2 separate regions of the Strix aluco genome follow, and region 1 is linked to region 2. The links are chromatin contacts, called in public Hi-C maps. All regions are on one chromosome and are shown on one strand. The core of a region is the stretch at or near the end of the contact, and the rest is flanking DNA. Distances in the headings are between cores, read along the strand shown. Region 1 holds the start of HDDC2 (HD domain containing 2). Region 2 holds the start of NCOA7 (nuclear receptor coactivator 7).

The links. Hi-C and Micro-C count contacts between places; a contact is called where the count stands out from the background.
Region 1: a Hi-C map of brain shows a contact between it and region 2, with 5 times the contacts expected there. The contact joins the promoter of HDDC2 here to the promoter of NCOA7 in region 2. A contact is called at or near these places in 2 of 2 Hi-C or Micro-C datasets (brain and heart).

The regions. Positions count from the first base shown.
Region 1 is chr3:73,363,741-73,370,345 of bStrAlu1.hap1, reverse strand. HDDC2 (HD domain containing 2) reads right to left here and starts at 4,303. Exons shown (of 6, transcript XM_074819194.1): 1 at 4,069-4,303; 2 at 3,371-3,492; 3 at 2,377-2,479; 4 at 1-27. The coding sequence starts at 4,134.
Region 2 is chr3:73,139,686-73,146,533 of bStrAlu1.hap1, reverse strand. It overlaps NCOA7 (nuclear receptor coactivator 7), which reads left to right and starts at 3,070. Exons shown (of 16, transcript XM_074819186.1): 1 at 3,070-3,217. TRNAE-CUC (transfer RNA glutamic acid (anticodon CUC)) reads right to left here and starts at 676; the gene lies at 605-676.

The DNA of each region.
Region 1 (6,605 bases), core at 3,054-5,553, 220 kb before region 2:
AAGATGGGTCAGTTGTTGCATAGCTGCCTGAAAAAAAGAAGCCATTTCCATTCATCCATTTTTTGGGCAAGTATATTTTTATCATTATCTTTAAGAATTAACTACTTATTGCCAAGTTTGTAGAAACATACACTACACTGTGTATTATTCTAAAGTGCACATGTACATAAATCTGCCAGAGAAACAGCAGGACCACTCTCAGTGAAGAATCTTTTCTGGGAGCTGCTTAAGTAAAGTGTTAGAGAAGTAGTCTAAAACACAAGAAAAACAACCTGAAAGTGCTTCCAGTATCTTCAAGAATCCAAAAAGAAGCCCAGAGCAAAACAGGCAAGTCAAATGCCAGGGAACTGAAGTCAATTACCAGCTCTGCCTTCCAAATTTAACTAGTGGCGGCAAAATTTGAACTTAATAGGTTATAGGTGCAGTTCATAAAAGCAGCTTCGAAATACTAACTTCCAGTGTTGACAAGCAACTGTGCCCTCCCAAACACTAAAGTAGCACATTTCCACTAACAGGGCTGAGAGCAGGTACTGTCTGTCAGGCAGACAACACAACATAAGCCTTTAAAAATGTTCCAATTTTGAAAAACAGAGGAAGAAAATCCATTTAATAGCCTGCAGCAATAAAACGCAGTGCTCCAAGACTGAGATACCATTTGTTCAACAACAAAAATCTTGGCACAAGGTTTAACGCAGTATCAAACTGATGGTGTAATCAGCAAGCAGAAAATGCTCTGCAGGCTCTTTGTGCTCTCCCAGCTGATCAGTCTCATTTCTGCGCTATTTCTACTGTTTTCCTAGTAACACTAAGGGCTGCTTCCGAAACAATCAACATCACAGGCAAGACGAAGGTTTTGTGCCATGACTGTTTCTCCACTCAAATACAGGGTATAGTTTCACAATAGGGCTGAACTGAACCTGCTGCTCCCCACCACTGAAACATCAAGGTCTCATTCCTTCCCACCTTCTTCCAGCTCTGGAGCTCATCAGATTTCAAGGTTAGCAGGCCAAAATGACTTACTTGGCAAAAAAACACCAACCAAACAACCCCAAAGAAGAAACCCAAACTTTTTTTTTTTTAAAAAATCAAGTTCATTTTCTGCTGCCTTACCCTTGGTGAGACTAGCTGATTAAACTTACTGCACAAGCAGCAAACTTCAGAACCAGCTCAATGTCAGCCGTAGAGCAAAGGGGATAAAAAAGGAGAACTCTGCAGCGGAAGCAGCATATTGATAATTCAGCTCAAGCCACCTCATGAAACCATTACCCTTAGTGTATTTTTACAACAGTATTTCAGAGTCAGCCTCAACGTTTAGGGCTTGACCTTCACTCCCAAAAAGTCAACAGCAAAGTCCTCACTGAGTGAAACAGGAGCAGAAGGAGCTGCAAATACTTAAGAAAACTTCTTAAACATACTTAGGCATTAAAATATCTTTTTCATTGCCTGAACACAAATGAGAAGTCCCTCTAGGCAAAGTTGAAGCCTTATCCTCAGTGACAAAACAACCTTTGGAGGCTTCCAGGAAAAAGGTTTTTTGTTTATTGTAATAACACACTATGAAATAAATTGAAAAAAAAGAAATATCAAAATTGCAGTCAGTAAAGACAGTACTTCAAGAATGCTGATCTTTAATTTCCACTTTCTTAGCAAAGAGCTAACTCCTAGAGTTAGTCATAGTTCCCCCAGCCCCTAGTTTTAAACAGGTAAGCACAAAAGGTAGTGGTGGGGAAAATAATCACTGCAACGTTTTTTTACACTCTTTGAAGAGCTAATTGTAGCCTCTGAAGAGTTTTGAGGCATCACGTTGCCCTCTAGCTGTCGCTGGAGGAGTGGTTTACATTTTCTTCAAATAATGCAGCAAACTAGAAATGACAAACCAACAGTTTGGATACATACAAGGCCAAAAATAAAATAACGCTAGGCACACCGCACTCAAAGGCTCATGACTCATGCACCCATGTCTGGAGTCCTGCACAAATGGTTTAAATTTAAATAAGTCTCGGCCACAACCACATGATACACACCACACAAATGGTCCGCCATGAACTGTCATCCACCCCTCAGTGCACCTACTCCCTGCTCCCCACCTCTTGGTAAAGCTGGTCAAAATGACTAATTCAGGCTACCAAAAATCCACCTAGTTCAGGAATAAATGGCCAATGTCAAGAGTACTTCAAAGGTTCTCCTTCCTAACTTTGTACTTGGTGACATTACATGTAGAAAAAAATCATGAGTTGAGAACTTTGGTTGTTCGTGGCTTATTTGTCCAATGCCAATGACAGTAGTATGTGGTTTAGAGGGTCTCTTCACTACCACCAGAACACTAAAAACACACAGAATGCTTCGCAGATGTGGCTTCGTGCCTTATGCCCATACCTCTTCTCTCCTGTGTTTTTCCTCTTTTGAGATATTATCTGCAGGAGCGATATCTCCAACAATGCATTCAGCCATATCGTGAACCAAAGCTAATCGTATGCATCTGACAAATACGAAAGACAGAATAATTAGTTTTTCAGCATTTTAACTCATATCTTGTTATTCATAAAGCTAAGAGACTGCATAATTCACTCCCTTCACATATTTTAAAGGGGGTTTTTTGGTTTTTTAAGTTTGCATAACATTTTTCACTTCTTTACTAAGGAGAGTAGTTTCTACCTAGACATTTTAATTCCTGATTTCTACCTCCTGCTGCTTGTAAGTGTAGATTCAGATATAAATACAGTTTGTACAACTGCACAGCATTCAAAAATAACATGCTTAGCTTTTGTATGCTTGACTCTCAGAGATTTTGTGGTAACTACATTATACGGTTCACATGAATGCTACAACAGGTAGAAGGTAATCTGATGGGAGCCATCCCAAATTCAGTATATAATCTGACACTCACAATTCTGTAGCTATGTCAATTTGCAGCAGAACAGCCAAAAAAAGCCTTCATTATTTTCATCAGCTCCTGAAGGGCCAAAACAAGCACGATCCCATACCAGACTTGACAACTCATTCACGACTAATGATGCTTTCTCTTCTACACTGTATCATTTCTGAGGCTCCTTACTGCTGCTGAGTGCTATCAAAATCCACACGGTGTATGGCTTTGCCTTTGCTGTCTGTTGCTTCAAACTGAGTTTTAACAGAGTTTATGGCATGACAGAAGGCCTGCTCAGGGCCTCTGCATTAACAATTTGCCTCAGCACCTGGAATTCAACAAGTCTTTCAGCTCTCCAGGTAAAGAGCACCCTGTCCAAAGAATGGAGGGGGAAGCGTTTCAAACTCCTTCAGTGCGTTTTAAAAGCTCTTCCTCAGGATACCAGCTATTTTAAGCGTCTCCCACAGCATTTAACATGGTCATGATAACCAGAGGCAGTCTCACCTGTCCTTGTTAAGGCTTTTGTCTTCGGTCACCAAAGCCATCATCGCCATCCTGTACATGTGATCCGATACGCTCTCTGGCTTCGCCACGTTCCTGTACACCCATCCCGTCCGTGGTACTCTCTGTGTGAGGACGGCGTCAGAGAAACGTTAACGCCTCAGGTTTTGAAGGCCCTCGCTTCAGAGCTGCCAGCCGAAATTCTGTCCCACCGTGACCTCCACGCTCCGCTGAGATCTGATGCTTCCGAGAAACACCTGCCCCAAGGACCGGGCCCCCCGAGGCTGTGACCGGACGCCTTTACACAGGTACCTCTCCACACGCTCCTCCGCACTCTCCCTGCCTGATCCCAGGCGCACTCAGCCTCACGGCGCTCACGGCGAAGCGCCGAGCCCCTCCTGCCCTCCCCCGGCCGGCGCCCGCGTGTCCCCGCCGCAGCCCCAAACCCGGGGCGGCCGTCTCCGAGTCGCAGGCGCCGCGGCGAGCCGCCGGTGGCGCCCCGGTGGCCGCGGTTTCTCCGCCGGCCGCCCCGCGGCCGGGCCGGCCCCGGCGGCCGGGCCGGGCGCCACCGAGTGCGCCCCCGCTGCCACGCCGGCGAAGGCCGCGGGCAGCCTCCCCGCCCGCCACGGCGGCCGCCCGGGCCCACGGCGGGCCCGCCGCCCCGCTGAGGCGGGCCTTGCTCCCGCGGCCCCCGCGCTCACCTTGAGCTGCCCCAGCAGCCGCAGGAAGGGCAGCAGGCCGCCGCCGCCACTCGCCCCCGCCGCCATCCGCCGCCCGGCAGCCTTCGCCCGCTCCTCCTCCTCCTCCTGCTGCTGCTGCCGGCCCGGACGGCGGCTCTGAGTGGCGCTGGGGGAAGGGGAAGCAGCGGCTGGCCGGGCGCCGCGCTCCCCGCCCCGGCAGCCGGCGGCGAAGCAACGCCCCTACGGCTGAGGGCCTGCCGGGCCAGGCGGGCGTCGGGTGGGCGGGTGGCAGGTGTATGGTGGGGCCGTACTCCCAGCGGGATTCATTAACCACAAACAGCGCTTTTAAGAATAAGGACTCAGGACTGCGATCGCAACGAGGAAAGCAGCAAGAGAAGCCGGGATGCTCACGGGGTGCGGTGCGGGGAAGGGGAAGGTGGGTGGTGTGGCCTCTCCTGGGGTGCAGAGGGAGGAGAAGCCCCTGGTGTGAAGGAGGCAGGAATAGCTCTTAGTTCAGTCAAAACTTGAGTCAAAACAGTGACCTTAGGCATACTTTCTAGAAAGAAAAAAAAAAAAAAAAAAGGTAAATAGTTCAGAATGTAATTATTCAGAGAGGAAAGGGTATGTATCAGAGTTGCTGCACTCAAGAGTTTTAAATTATTTTGGGGACTCCCGGGGATGGTTACAGGCACTTCCATCACTTATACAAGTTGAATAATTAACACACTGAATTAGTTTACAACCAGTGGATTCTCAAAATGCATTGCATTTCTTTGTTATTTTTATACTGCCAACTGAAGTAGCAGATAATGGTTTAAATCTGGCAATGAAATACTCTGTTTTCAGAAAAGAACATCTGCAGTTTGGCAGATATCAACAGATGGGCAGAGTATTTTTATTTTTGCTCATGGGTATATTGAAACACACTCATAAATTAATAAAACCCAGACAACATTTTGGTGACCATTTTAAGGCTACCTTCCAACAATAAACAAGAATCACAGACCAGGAAAGTCATCAGCTTTACAATTGTGCACAATCATAAACGGGTTGGTTGGAAAGGACCTCTGTATGTTGCACAGCCCAGCCACCCTGCTGAAAGTAAATCACAGCTCTCAAAACCATCCAAAATAAAAATTTCATAGTTTGTCCAGGTTACCTACCTTCCAAATAAATAATTTGTTTCATAATGTTCCTCTTTGGACCTCCTAAGCCACTTCTGCCCATGGTTTCCTGTTGTATTGCCTACCACTACCAAGGAGAGTTTAGCTCTGTCATATTCGTAAACCCCCTTCAAATAGTTGCAGGCTGCTGATACATGACTCCTTATGCTCTTCAACAAAGACAGGCCCAGGATCCCTCAACCTCTCCTTCAAGGTGGTATGATTTAGATCCTGATCATCTTGGTAGCCTTCACTGGAGATGTGCCATCTTGATCTGTGGAAGCACCAAACTGGGCCCTGTGTCCAGCCAGGGCCTCACCAACACTCAGCAGAGGGGGATAATAACCTTCCTCACTCTGTTGGCCATACTCCTTCCAATGCAGAGGCTGCTGTGTGGTTTGCCCTCTTTGGGATGAGAGCACACTGTTTTCTCATATTGGACTTGGCTTTCACATAACCTCAGGTCCTTTTTGGCAAAGCTGATAGCCAGCCTATTTCTTCCCAGCCAGTACCAATGGAAGGGCTTATTCTGCGTTAGCTGCAGGGCTGAGTGTTTCTCCTTTATTGTGTTTCTCCTTGTTGAATGTGTTAAGGCTTCTGTCAGCCCAGTCCTTGAGCTTTTCAAAGTTCCTTAGAACTAAAAGCTCTATGGTTTAGTGTGTCAACCACTCCCCTAACTTAGTGCTGTCTTAAAATATGGTGAGGGTGCATCCTGTCCCATGGTCCAGGTTTTTGATGGAGACAATGAACTATATGGGCCCTAGTATCAACCCCTAGAGCACTCAACTTGTTATGGGCCTTCAGGCAGGTTGCCAAGCCACCAGCTGCCACCCACTGAGCCTGTCAGCCTAGGCAGTTTTCAATGCATCTAACAGCTTGTTCAAGCCGTATTTCCTCAGTTTGTGAGTGAAAGTGCTGTGAGAAATTATTTCAAAAGCTTTACTGAAGTCAAGATCTGTTGTGTCTGCGGCTCCCTCCTTGTCCACGTAGCCAGCCATTTCATTACAGGATGCAATCAGGTTGGCCAAGTGTGATTTGTCTTTCATAAATCCATGCCAGCTGTTCTTGATTGCCTTCTTGTCCTTTGCAGGTCTCTTTCTAGTGGAGCTTCATCAACTTTCTTTCTGTATCTTGCAGTCTCTGTGGCTGCAAACTGAATCTTTCTGTTTTTCTGAACGGTTGTCAAATACCTTCTGAACTCGATCGTAAAAATAACACAGAGTAATTTAATAATTTGCATTTTAAATAAGATGCTGTATGTAATTCAGGAATGCTATTTTTAAGGCTAGCTGATAACAGATGCTTTGTCTTTTAACCCTCTGAATCTTTCTATTCAGTGTACATATTCAGTATTCATAGTCCTTTAAATCCAGTAATACATTTACTTTTTCAAAG
Region 2 (6,848 bases), core at 1,821-4,320:
CAGACACAGGGGACAAACCCTTCCCACCTTCTCTGAGGGAAAAAACACTCGGTCAGAGAGGCATGCACACACCAGCGACAGCTAAGGGGGTCCCCACTGCCATGGCTCAAAGATTCATGATGGCACCAGGTGATCATTCCATCTGTGGGGGGATAGGTGTGGCAACACCCTTAGCTGTCAGAGCAGCCAAAAAACCCATTGAATATGGTATTTTTAAGTGCTGGCCAACAGGCCTGCCAACGCCCCTCTAGGCACACATTGCTCAGCAGCCCTCTGCTGAGTCCTAGAAATCCTGTGGGTGAACGTGGGGTGTCCACAGGCAGTTTTGTGAAGGGAAGATGTCCAGACAGATGCTACACCTGGGCAGGCTTCCCCTGCCTGCCCGCTCTGCACAGGGCGCTGAGACTTTGCACACTCCCTTCATGCGTGACTCCTCCAAAGCACCAAGTGCGTCTTACAACACGCCACTGGGCAGCAACGCCGACGCCTCGGGCTCGAGCAGCAGCCGGACGAATGCTCCCTGAATTGTAAAAGCAGAAGGAGAGGGTCGGGGAGAACCCTAAAATACAAAAGAGTCAGAAAAAGGAGAAAAGAAAAATTACACTTCCCTGACCGGGAATCGAACCCGGGCCGCGGCGGTGAGAGCGCCGAATCCTAACCACTAGACCACCAGGGATCCATCCACCGCTTTCTGTCTCCTTCCTCAAGAGTGGTTTCTTCCCGAACCTTGCCGCCCCACTCCTTTCTCCTCTTTACGCCCCCCCTTCCGGGCGGTACCAAGCCCCGGAGGCAGCTGTGCGTAGGGAGGGACGTTCCATTCCACCCCACAGAAGGGGGGGTTGGCGGCGGGGTGGGGAGGAGAGGGGGCGCCTCAGGCGGGGCTGGTGAGGGGCCCTCGCCGTGGGCGGGAGGCGGGATGGCGGTGGGCGGCCGGGCGGGACACAGCCCCTGGCCGCGCCGCCAGCCTGGCGGTGCGGGAGCGGCTGCAGGTGGGCCCCGCGCAGCGCGACGGGCGAGAACTACGCGGCCGGGGCAGGGCCGGGTCGTTGGGGGGAAGGCGCCCGGGGCGGGCCGGGTCTCTCTTCGCCCGCCGGGGCCCTCCCGCCGCCCCGCGCCTCTGGGCGGAGGCAGCCCCCGGTGGGAGCGAGGTTGGTTTCGCTCATTTCGTGTTGCCTGTTCACGCTGTTCCTTACAGCGCCTGTCTGTGCGGGGTGTTGCTGTAACGGCTCCGGGCGGGGCCTCCTCAGCCAAGGGCTCTGCGCTGCAAATCCCGGCCGGCCGCTCCCAGGAGGGGAGGGCCGGGCGTGCTGGTGGCTATTTCCTCCGCTCCGTCTTAATCGTTTTTTAGGCAGGCTGTGGAAACAAAGACCACAGCTTCTCCGGTTTTCGGTGTTTGGTCTGCAGGGGAGAGCCGATCAAAAGGCCTACTTCAGGTGGAAGGAAGCCCGGTGCTCCACAGGGGAAGCCAGATTGGCGGTTCGCTTGCCTGGGGCTGTCAGCGCCCCCTTACATGATAGACAGGGATCTGTGACTTTGCTTTGTTCGGTAGGGTTTCTGTGAGAGGAGTGAAAACTCTGCCATCGATGCAGATTACATCTGCATAAGTGCTTTTTCCTCTGGCATGTTGATTTCACGAGCAAAGTAGATCTGTGAGCTGTACTAGCAAAAGTAATTTTCCCTGTTTAAGCAGTGGCTGTAATATAAGAGGGTTTGCTCTACGCAAGAAAATTTCTCTAGTTCTCAAGCCCTCTGCCTCTGAAATGTATTATATAAGGAACCTTTTCCAAGTTAAGATAGATAAGCTTCAGACTTCATGCCTGTGGACTGTGCAAATACTCCTTATCTGTAAAAGCTTTAAAGTCTGAAAGCAAATTTAAGGAGACCTCTTTCCTCAGGGATTTACTCGGGAGGTTTGGGTGTTTGGTTTCCATCTCGCCAGAGTTCTGTCTCGCCCTCTTCAGCCAGTGGTTCATTTCATCCCAAACCATTCAGAGTAGCAGGCCTGAACAATTGCGATGGAGCTTGCTTTTCTCCAATGTGAGCAATTTTACTGTGCAGTGATGTAGGTAACTTATAAAATGTGAGGCTACAATCAGGCCCTATTAGATACAGTCAGATATCTTACATACTGCAAGAACTGTACTGGACGTCTGTATAGCTATAGCAGCTTCTTTAGTAAAACTGGGGCATTTCAGTCCTTGAGGAGACAAAGCTGTGGAGCGCTGGAGGCAGAGGACAGCTCAAACTGAGGCACCACCAGGGCCTGAGGCCACTGCAAAGAGGGGGATGTGGTTAGGTGAGAGAGGTCACCTGGTCCCAGCAGGTAATCTGTGCCCCTCGTTGAAGAGCAAGGCAAAGGGGTACCTGGTTTCCTGTAACTCTGAGCCAAGGGGAAATTTGCCAGTGTAAATATAGTGATGATTTTGGCCCCAGAACCTGCAAGGTACACCAACCAAATATTAAGGTGGTTCTATACCACAGAAGCCAAGCTAGCTTTAAAGGAGTTTGTATGCTTCAGTAGCTCCACGGTCTTATGGTTAAAAGCATAGGCTTCCCCACCCTGGGTGCTTCTCAGGTGGGTTTTGGAGGGGTACTGATTTCTGTGCTTCCATGGCTGGGATGCTGACAGCACTTGAGACAGCCAAGTTAAAACTAGGGTAGGTCCACGTCAGCTGGATTTGCAGGGTTGGAGATGTGTGTTACAGAAGGATCACCGCCACTGTTTCTTCTTAGAGTGCCTCTGTTTTGCGACACCTCAGAGGAAGGCAGGGTTGAGCCCTCTGATCCTTAAGCTGCCTGAATGTATGTACTAGATGTATGTACTAGAAGAGTTTCACTGAAATAAATCTTTTCCTGGATGTGAATCCAGGTTGTGGGGGGCGGGGGGCTGACCACCAGGAAAGTAGCATTGAGAGTCACATGCTGTCTAGTTATTTTTAGAAATAGTTTTCTTTTCATATCATGTTTTCAAGTCATGTGCAGTGACAAAAGATTATGCCTCTTGTCTGGCTTCCTATATCCGATAGAGAAACGCATCAGTGAAACTGTCAGCGATTCAGCCTCCTGCCAGCGCAGAAGCAGCCGGTGCCTGTGCCTGCATCCCTGTGATGCTAGTTGGAGAAGAATGATCTTCCTGAAAGCGCCAGGGAAGGAATGTCAGAGGCCGATGTTTCTTTTCGCTTCACGCAACGGAACAACGGTGTGTCAGTAAAACCAAGTGAGTAACATTCAAAGTGAGAGGTACTGTACACCAGCTTTCCGAGTTTGGTATGCAAAGCTGAATTTTGGCACCTGAAAAATCAGAGCAAATACTTTAAATGTATGCGATTAACTTTTCTGTTCCATATGAATATATTATATATTATTATTACTTTAATTTGCCATGTTAATTGTTGTGTGACAGTGGGCTTACTGTGTAAAAATGAGTATGAATAACATCAGAGTAATGTGCTAATTTACTGAAAGTATATTATTTGGGTATTTGGGTATATTTCTGCTATATAATGGTAAGTACAAATTGTCTTTAGTACCTGGGGTACATGCTTCAGCAGTAGTGAATTTGCACAGAAGCTGTAAATGATTTTTATAACTATGTGTAATGTGTGCATTTATCACTCCTCTCTTTCCTCAGCTGTGTATTTGATCTGGAAAGTCTTGGCATCAGCTTTTCTTCTTTAAGTTAGCCTCGTTTAAAATGTACATCATCCCAGTTTCAGGGAGGTGGAGAGGAGAGGGAAGGAAAAGATGATGCACAGTTTTTTGCTATTTTATGTTTAATTTCCATGTATGGTCAGAATGGTTGCTCAACTGTTAGATTACAATGATTTTCTGGGAGGAAAAATGCTATTGTAGTTTATATTTCTTCTATCTATTTTTACCATAATAGTGCTTTTATGGACATAATCTAAGGAAGATCTCAAAAGGCGTTGTCCAAATGTTAAGCAGTTCTAAATCTCCTTGCTCCAGGATCATCTCCCCAGCTGTGCAGTGACTTGCTCTATCTTCTTGTAGTTTAATTTCAGTGGGGCTAGGGGGCGGTATGTGAGAATTTGCAGTGTCATTTCTTAATACTGTGCAGACTAGCCATTTACTATTTACAGAATATTGCAAAGATCCTGAAGAAAAATGGGGAAGTAACTCACCAGCAATATTTTTATAAATACTTTTAAAAGTTCTTGTATTGTTTTCCTTGATCTTCTGTTCTTCCCCAACACCATAATTGATCCAGGAAAACCTGTGTCAGCTTTTTTTCTCTCAGCCCATGTTAAAATGCACGTGATTCTGGGGTTTGGGATAAGGTATGGCAGTGCGGTGCTTCATCCAGTGTCCACTGAGCTCAATAAAATACTTTAGTTGAAACGAGTATGACTTTTTTATTATCTTCTCATGTGTCTCAGCAAATTCCTTTTCTTTTACAGTCTTTGTTCTGCAGAACATTTTGGAAGCAACTTCTGGTTTGCTCTACTAGATAGCAGAAACGAGTGCATAGAATCAGTTATTAGGGAAGAACTTCTTATAGAAGTTTTAAGCTCTGGTCTCTTTCATTTTTGTGAAACTTGTAGAAATTTTCAGTACCTCTGTCAAATTGAGTTATATCTAGACAATCACTTGAAAGTTACAGGGTTACTTGGGGACATTTAGAAAATTCATCATTACATAAACCAAAGAAACCGGGCTAAAAATAGCAATGTATTATTACAGAAGTCAACCCCAGTGCATGGTAGGATCAAGCAGAGCCTCAATTATGCATAAAAGTCTGAAACCTATAAAAGTGTGAAACCTGTTTTGTGACTACTTCATGGTGAATAATTGTAAGAGTAATTGGGAAAAACAGGATGATTGTTAATGGAAAAAGAAAAGATTGGTGTCACCTTTATACCTTTTCAAAACTGGACTGTCGTATTCAAACTCATCGGTGTAATTCTTTATGGCAGGTTGTCTTCCTTAAATAAATGAGCCATAAGCTAACAGTTGCAGATGTTCATGTAAATATTTTTTTTAACCACATGTGAGCAATACAGTATTTTTTTCTGATATTAGTGTTAGCTGATCTGAGTGCAGGCCATAAACATACTGCACTTGTGACAATTTTTTTCTCTGTAATGTATGCAGCTCTATAAATATACGCTGAAGTGCATATTGTGGGAGGTCAAACCCCATTCAAACATTATACTTATGTATCCTAACTCTATTCTGTCTTCCATGTGTTGTTATGCATGTGAGTTTGTGTGAGAAATCTTCTAGGATAAAAATTGGCAATTTGGGAGTGATTAAAAAAGCAAACTTGCATTTTATCTCCATGAAAATAGTGCAATTCATGATAAAACAAATTTGCCCAATCCTGAAATGAATGAGTGACATGAATTTAAGATTGTCTCAAATATTCTAAGCATTGCTTTCACAAAACCAATGAATTAAATTATGTTAGATCATTTGTATTCAAATCAGTTGCCATGGAACATATTGCCACAGGAAAGAGCAAAACATTCAACCATCTTCTGTCCTCTGTGCTATAGGGACACCAAAACAGAATTTCATTTCAAAGGGTTGGGGGTGTGTGTATGTGTATATATATCACGTTAAGCATTTTAACAGATAGTCAGGCATTACCTCTTGCTTCCAGACTCAGTAAAATAAAACGGTGTATTAGATCCTGCTCACAGAGTTTCTTCCAATGACATGCAGTCTGTGGGTTGAGCTCCAGGCATTAACCCACAACGCTGTAACCAGAACTTGTATGAAGCTTCTGTTCCAGTCCTAGCCTGCTTATTCTGCTGCTCTGGCAGGGGTTTGAGTGATTTCTTCCCCATGCCAGTAGGCTAGAATATATTTGAAATGCTTGGGGCAATGTAAATACTGTGGAAATGTGTAGTTTCTTTGTCTGCTATAAGGAATCTATGCATTGTCCTCATAGAGCTTTCTACACAATACAGTAGAGGTGCTTGGAATGATGATGGACAGTGAACTTGTACATTAGGACAGAGACAACTTTTCCTGGAGCTAAAATAAGGTGTTAGTCACTGTCATTGTTGTGCAGGTTCAGCTAAGAGATAAGTAGGTTTTCCACCACTTTGATGGATAGGGCTGCATATCTTCTACTGCAGTTTGGCAAATCTGAAAGAAGTCAACGAAGTGGTACTATTTTAGGTCTGCAGTTTTCTTCCTTTTTCCCAATTTTGTTACCTAAGCAGTGCCGGAGGAGTAACTGAGAGCAGGACCCCGTTCTTCTGTGCTGTGTTAGAAAACCCTCGTGCCAGTGAGGTCTTTCAGATTTTAACCAATGTAACTTTGGGTTTGCCCATCCTTTACCTGGGTAATAATATAGATACAAGACATACTAACTGCAGCATGCTATCCAAATGTATCCTCTAAGCAGGAGACTATGTTTTAAAGAAGGTCTGTATCTTGTAAAATAAACGGGTTTGGAGAAAAAAATAAATAAAACAGAGGCAAACTTCAATTTTATCTGGAAGTAACAGCAGTGAGTTTAGTGGAGGCGTCGAGACAGTTATTGTCCCAGTACTGACACTGCGTGGTAGAAAGCATTTGCTGCGGGTAGGGTAATGGTAGTGGTGGGAGATGGCTGCGTGTCCACAGTACAGTTGCATTCAGTCCTGAAATCATTGATTTTGAAATGGATCTTTAAGCAGCTGTTACCTTAAAAAATAGGCTGTTGACAGATACCTCTTACTTAAAACTGTTTGGATTTGTAACATTTTAACTAAGAAAAATGATTCTTGAGACACCTGTGCAGCACTTGCTATTTTATTTTTGCACGTTCTTTCAGCATCTGTATGTGTATGCATACACTTTGTGCTAAGTTTTCATTTTTGCAGGTGTCTGCCTAT